Linked DNA regions of Gossypium hirsutum: region 1 is linked to region 2. The links are chromatin contacts, called in public Hi-C maps. All regions are on one chromosome and are shown on one strand. The core of a region is the stretch at or near the end of the contact, and the rest is flanking DNA. Distances in the headings are between cores, read along the strand shown. Region 1 has its middle 57 kb from the start of LOC121206797. Region 2 holds the start of LOC107888786 (protein ENHANCED DISEASE RESISTANCE 2-like).

What was found. Hi-C and Micro-C count contacts between places; a contact is called where the count stands out from the background.
Region 1: a contact with region 2 is called in a Hi-C map of leaf, with 1.8 times the contacts expected there. The contact joins the enhancer-like site here to the promoter of LOC107888786 in region 2. A contact is called at or near these places in 2 of 34 Hi-C or Micro-C datasets (leaf and petal).

The regions. Positions count from the first base shown.
Region 1 is chrA09:49,684,432-49,687,716 of Gossypium_hirsutum_v2.1, reverse strand. No RefSeq gene overlaps it. Among protein-coding and RNA genes, the nearest start is that of LOC121206797, 57 kb to the right of the region's middle. Within about 2 kb of position 1,491, at least 6 of the 9 cell types and tissues checked have an H3K27ac peak or open chromatin away from gene starts, as enhancers often do.
Region 2 is chrA09:49,513,894-49,517,332 of Gossypium_hirsutum_v2.1, reverse strand. LOC107888786 (protein ENHANCED DISEASE RESISTANCE 2-like) reads right to left here and starts at 1,723. Exons shown (of 8, transcript XM_016812992.2): 1 at 1,347-1,723; 2 at 1,065-1,131; 3 at 662-843. The coding sequence starts at 700. LOC107888788 (CLIP-associated protein) reads left to right here and starts at 1,966. Exons shown (of 22, transcript XM_016813002.2): 1 at 1,966-2,340; 2 at 3,186-3,335. The coding sequence starts at 2,005.

The sequences.
Region 1 (3,285 bases), core at 242-2,741, 170 kb before region 2:
AAAGATATATAGACCATCTTGTTCTCTACCAATCCCCTTCATCTTTCCACTTGATAGATCCTGAAAAATACAAAAGTGGGGATAAAACGAGACAAAACAATGCAGGTCTTTGGTAAGCTTAGAAATAGAAAGCAAATTATAGCGAAAATCTGGTATATACAACGCATTGGCTAGTTTAATATCAGGAGAAATGGTGCAAGAACCAGTGTGTGTGATTGGCGAGGATGAACCAGTAGGTAACCGAATGCAAGACGAAGATGATGCACATGAAACAACAGATTCTAAACAATGAAAGTCAGACAACATATGGTTAGTAGCACCAGTGTCTAATATCCATTCACAAGGTAACACCATACCTGCCAAACTAGTCTCGGCCAAACTTGCAGCAGGCGTGACAGAGAACTCTTTGTTCAACAAGCTTAATATTTGTTGATATTTAGCTTGTGTGAAGACGGGAGCTTGCGGTGTGTGAGACGAGTCTACATTAGCCATTTTGTCCACCGTCTCAGCTGCAGTCACATTAGTCACCACTAAGTTACTAGAATTAATAGTCTTCCTTTTGGTGAACTTAAAATCAGGAGGATATCCTATTAGCTGGAAACAGTTCTCTCTTTTGTGTCCCTTGACTTTACAATGGTCACAAATACCATTAAACCGTTTTTTCTGAGCAGCATTAGTCGAAAACACTGATGTTGGTTCAGAAGCAACTGGTCCTGAAGCATGAAATCACTGAGCTTCCTCTTGCATTAACATGGAATAAGCCTGACTCACAGTAGGCAATGGAATCATCAATAAGATCTGACTACGAACAGCACTATAAGTTTTATTCAGCCCCATTAAAAACTAGAACAACCGTTTCTGAACAATGTGTTCAGCATTCTGCCTTGAATGTTCACAGCAGCCACAAGAGGAAAAAACCACAAGTGTATCATACTCATCCCACAACAAACGCATTTTAGTAAAATAAAAAGACACCGATGTAGTCCCCTGAATATGAGAAGCAATTTCTCGATGCAAAAAGAAAATTCGAGAACCATCTATCTTGTTGAAACGTTCATAAAGATCAATCCAAACTGAGGCAGCACTGGAAGCAAATACTATTCCAACCGAAAGCTCCTTACTAACAGTGTTTAAAATCAATGACAACACTAAAGCATTGCATCTATCCCATTGTGGCTGCAAATCGGCTGTCACCGATTCTTTAGAATAAGAACCATCAACAAAACCTAACTTATTCTTTGCTATCAATGCGATTCGCATTGCATGACTCCAAACAGTAAAGTTCTCGGTTCCAAGAAGTTGATAAGAAACCAATTGTGTACCTAGAGTATCCGATGGATGCAAGTATAATGGATGATTAAAATCAACACAATTTGCAGGAGTCACCATCGCAAACAATCAACAACCAGCAGCTAGCACACAAGCGACCAACAAAAAGAATGCAGAAAGAATAGGAAAACCACGTCTGTAAATAGTGAAGAAAGACGGAGAATGGACTCACGACGGCCGGAGAAGGAGTGCCACCGGTAGCTCTAATACCATGCTAAAAATCATCATCAACCGTCGTATGATGTTGGTACACCGGTGATGAACACAGAGAAATAGAGCAACGAAGTTCCGTCAATAGTTAGGGCTAAGAAAAAGGGGAATTGTAAACTCTCAGAAGAAAACTTCTTATTAAGAGATAAAAAATGATCAATCCTTAAGTTACACCCTCAACTATTTATACATCAACACTTTAGTCCCTAACTACTTAACTAAGTAATGATATTTAGTTAGAATTACAAACTAACCAATAACCCCCAATCAGCCTTTCAACAATTTGAATAACTAAATAAACTTGCATATAAATTCTAATTCGAGGAAGAAGATCAAGTGGCTTCAAATGGATAATAGCTTGGAATATTGCTCGAATGAATTTAATAAGTTCTACAGAAAACAAAAGGAATACTAAGACATCGTACTATTCACCATACATCACAACAAAATGGATTTTTAGAATTCATTAACATGACTCTTTTAGAACGAGCTCAATATATGTAATGAAATGCTAAACTTGGAGAAGACTTTAATTGTAATTTTGAATATACTATTTGATAAACTGATCTCCATTTATAATAATTAATCTGAAGAATCCTAAGTATGGTTTAGTTCTCCTATTCATTCCTTTGGTTTAAGAGTGTTTGATTGCCCTGCTTATGCTTATATTAATAAAGGGAAACTTAAAATTGAGGCAAAGAAATGTTTATTTCCTAGATAAAACCAAGGGGTGAAGTGATATAGATTTTAGTGTCCTAATCTGAAGTTACCCAAATTTATAATCAATAGAAATGATATATTTGATGAGTTATCCATGCTGAGGCTGACCAAAAATTCCTAGGAAAAGGAGTCAAATAAAAGATGAGATTATGGTGTTGAACAGCAAGTAGAGTGCTTGGTAAAGACTCTTAGTTTAATGGAAGTTACTTTAGTCTAAGATGATTATGCTAAAGTGCAAGATTTTATGAAGATGCGAAACCTAAGGAACAACAATATAACATTACAACTGAAAGAATAATGAGACAACGTAAACCTCCTTAGTGTTATACATATATTAATTTGATGTCCATGACCTTCTAGTGGCCTTCTGTGGCCAACAAATGGAGATTAAAACAGGAAAAAATAAAAAAAGAAGACATTTTGACAAATTATTTACTCAGCAGGTGCCTATTAAAGAGGGCTTTACTTCTTTGGACCCTTAATTTATTTTAATTTCTATATAAGCCAAATTGCCTTGGTTGTTGTTTCCTTCAAAACTCAAGAGCAAACCGTGTTTAGCTAAGCGAAAATAATGTTCTGATGTTGTCAGTATTATTTTCTGGTTTAAAAATTGTGATATTATCAGTTAGGCAAGAATATAGGCAAACCCGACGTCCAAACATACAAATAAAATCACAATTTTGCAATTTCACCAACCATTTCTATTATTCTACAACTACAATACAAAGGGTATTAAGACCAACTAGAGAACAATCCAACCAAACACTTTCCCCCCAGGAGAAATGTATTAACCAATAAGAAGGGTAATGAAAAAAAAAAGACCAAATCTTACAAAACATAATAGTCATGGGGGGCAGGCTATCCAGTGTAGATGTTAACACTTATAGCAATAAGTTAGATAGTAATGAGTCCAAAGAAGATAAAAGTGTGGACGAGAATCGAAATCCCACTGGTTTACATGTTCCCAAACTCTACCACTTTGTTCCTCCCTGGCAACTAAAACAACAATCCTAGACGGTTTGGTTG
Region 2 (3,439 bases), core at 474-2,973:
GAAGAAATTACAGATATAATAAAACCATGGAAGAGGACTGTCAGCTATAAAGTAAAAGGAAAATTTTCATCATAGGAAAAATCATGCTTCCTCATTTTCTGTATTTGAAACTTTACTTGTCCAGCAGAGAATTCATTAAGCAAGATAAATATAGTTAAAAGCAATCAAAGAACTCATACATTAAGAAATCTAAAATTAATAAATGGGCCAAATACAATAATGATTCAAACAAAGAACTTCCAACTACTGAACTGAATGAGAGGGTCTCAACCTTGAAACCAAACAAAGAATACAAGGTAAGACAGAAATACCAGTAAAACTATAAATGTAAAGTCGATTTTGGTTTCTTAATCCAATTTAGAAACCAGACCTGGCAAGATTAGGTAAATGAAACTGCATCACACCAATAGCTAACAGAATCAATATGAACTGACCAATAGAAACATATGTATCAACTCAGGATGAGAGCATAATGAATGAGTAGAACTACACACGAAGCAGACAACTGTCATTCCAATTTGTATCTCAATTTTCCATTATAATAAACCAGATACTCTTAATTTCATGCTTTGATGATATAAGATGATAAGAGTGCACTCAGAACAAATAAAAACAATGAAAAATGCATGTCAAATGATTAACAAGGGTAGGAAAACCTCACCTTGGCACTATTTTTTAAGTATGTCTGTCCTCTTATCATAAATCCCGCACCACCAGGAGAAGTCCAACAATTTGTGTCAGCATCATCCTTTCCTTTATGGAGAACACTGTTGAATTGACTTGGATCAACATGAATAGGAGGTACACTAAGATCTAATTCCTTACTTGCATTTTCAGCTGCATCTGCAGTGACTTAATTCTTAGTATACTTAATAGCTCACAAAAGGATCAAGGATAGAATATCTTTTAAGCTATAAGATATTATTGTTACCAAAAAAGAAAAGAAAAAGAAAAAGAGAAGGCATAAATATAAAAAATATTTCCTGGATAGAATCTCCTTTTTTTCAAATAAAAGATAAAAGCAGGTTGATCTTTCCAAATACAGAACTAAGAAAATAAAGAACCTGAAGCTTGCTTCAAAGCTGTGCTTGAGATGGCCGCAGGTGCAGGCTTCGGCTTGACTGGTTTTTCCTGATAAAGTTGAGAGCAGATTATCAATAATAGAGTTTTTCAAGAAAACGATAATGAATAGGTTACATCAGTCCACAAATAGAGCAATCGAGTTCCAATTTCCACCAGCAACAAAAACCTTTAAGAAATAGAAATCTACTCGGAACTTAAGCTAATTAAAATACAGGAATCCATATAAATTTGAGAGCAAAGGAGAGTTAGAAATATGAATTTACCTTTCCAGTTGCAGTAAACTCCGAAAATAAAAGGTTGAGAAGGCCAAGCGTCGATTCTATTGTAATCTTCAGCAAAAGAAAGACAGAAGGAAGAAACAGAAGACGGAAAGGGGAAGCAGGAGGGTAAAACAGGGTCTAAAACTCAAGCAGCACCTAATCTGAGAAAGAGGAACGTAATAGAAATCGGTGAATTTTGAAGATTAGGGGTGTAATGTAATAGACGGGTATTAGCCAATACCCTAAACCAAATAGAGGATTGAAGTGGGATTAAATGGGGCCCACCGATTAGGGGTGTAGCCAATACACCCAACCAAACATGGTGTAAGTTTGCCATTGCTCTCATAAAAATTTCAAACAAAAAGTGAGAAAAATTCTGGGTTTTTAATATTTTTTTATGATAAATAATCTTGATTTTCGCATACTTCTTTTAGAATTTAAATCTTTTAAAAGTATACCCACTGAGCAATGTTCTTTCCTTCGTTCTCACGTTGTAAAGGCTGAAAAAAAGCTTGCATTTTCATAAAGAAGGCTTCTGGTTTACTTCTCACTAAGCTCCAATGCTCTCACTGCCTCCATTTATCTTTTTCCCCTTTGGTTTAGCCTTGCATTAACTCCCACTTCTTCCCATCATAGATCTTCCATTTTCAGCTTCAACCCAATGGAGAAACTCCTTGAACTAGCACGTTCCAAGGACCCAAAGGACCGAGCAACAGGGGCTGAGCTTCTTCATTCTCTTCTCCAGTCTTCCACTGGACCCTTGTCTTCTTCCGACGTTGAATCTCTTGTTTCAACTTGTATTCACCTTCTCAATGACCCATCTAACTTAAACGCCTCTTTGGGAGCTCTCCAGTGTCTAGCATCTGCTGCCGTGCTCTCAGCTGACAACTTGAAGCTGCATTTTGATGGGGTTTTACCTGCAATTGTGGAGTGTTTAGGGGATAATAAGCAGCCTTTACGTGATGCAGCTAGAGGGCTGTTGTTGACTTTCATGGAGGTTTGTTGTTTACCTTCCTTTTATGTCATACATTGTGATTTGAAATGCAATTAGCTTTTCAATACCTTGGAGTTTTCTGGGGCTTCTAATTATTCCTCTAAGAGCAGTTCTGTTTTAGCCTTTCAAGGTTTTCACTATTCTTCTTCCTTTTTCCTTTTGGATTATGGATTATTGTTATTTTTTTGCTTTTCTCTGTTTGATGTATAATTATACGAGTCTTTATCAATTAATCTCTTTCAAGTGAATTTATTTAGCCTAAGAGCAGTTCCTTTTAATAAGTTAATACTTCTGATGATTCCTCTAAGAGCAGTTATTTTCTAGGCTTCTAAGATTTTGCTATATTTTTCCTTTTGAATTTTGGATTTTTTTTTCTATGGTTGATTAAAACTTGATTAGGTCAATTTTAGTTTAACTTTATTTTTGTCTTTATCAATTAATATTTTCAAATTGAACTCAAAAGTCTTTAATTTTTTCAAATATAATTTTATCCCCTTTTCCTAAATTTTCATTTGGCTTTATGGTTTTTCGTTGAGGCTTTTTTTTTTTTCAATAAAAGAAAGAAAAATCTTGCCGAGTTGCTAGTTGCTGTAGGTCGATTTGTTCTGCTGTTTCCATAATTGTGGATAATAGGCTTAACCGTGTTCTAATCCAATTGTTTTCAATTTTATGCGTTAAAACTTTTTCAGTATGGTAAGGGCTGAATTTCGCTTGAGCAGCATTTGCTAGAACCTTGCTTTTTCTTATAAAATATCAAGCCATTTCTATGTAGGGTCCGACTCCAAGCTATATATTTTACTCTGCAATGGATGGACCTAATTGCTTGTAATTAATTATTAATCCTGCAGGTTTCTTCTCCAGCTATTATTGTAGATAAAGTTGGGCCGATAACCTGGGCGCATAACAGCCTGAGAGTTCGTGAAGAGTTTATGAGGACTGTCACTTCTGCTATCACTGTTTTTACGTCGATGGAGTTCATGAAGGCTATTCTTCCTCCGGTATGTCCATAGGGACTGGTGGTTAGGAATAAATAACTCCCAAATATCATTCCTTTCGGAAATAACTTCTTTTTTATGCTCATTGTGTGTGTGTGTGTTTTCTT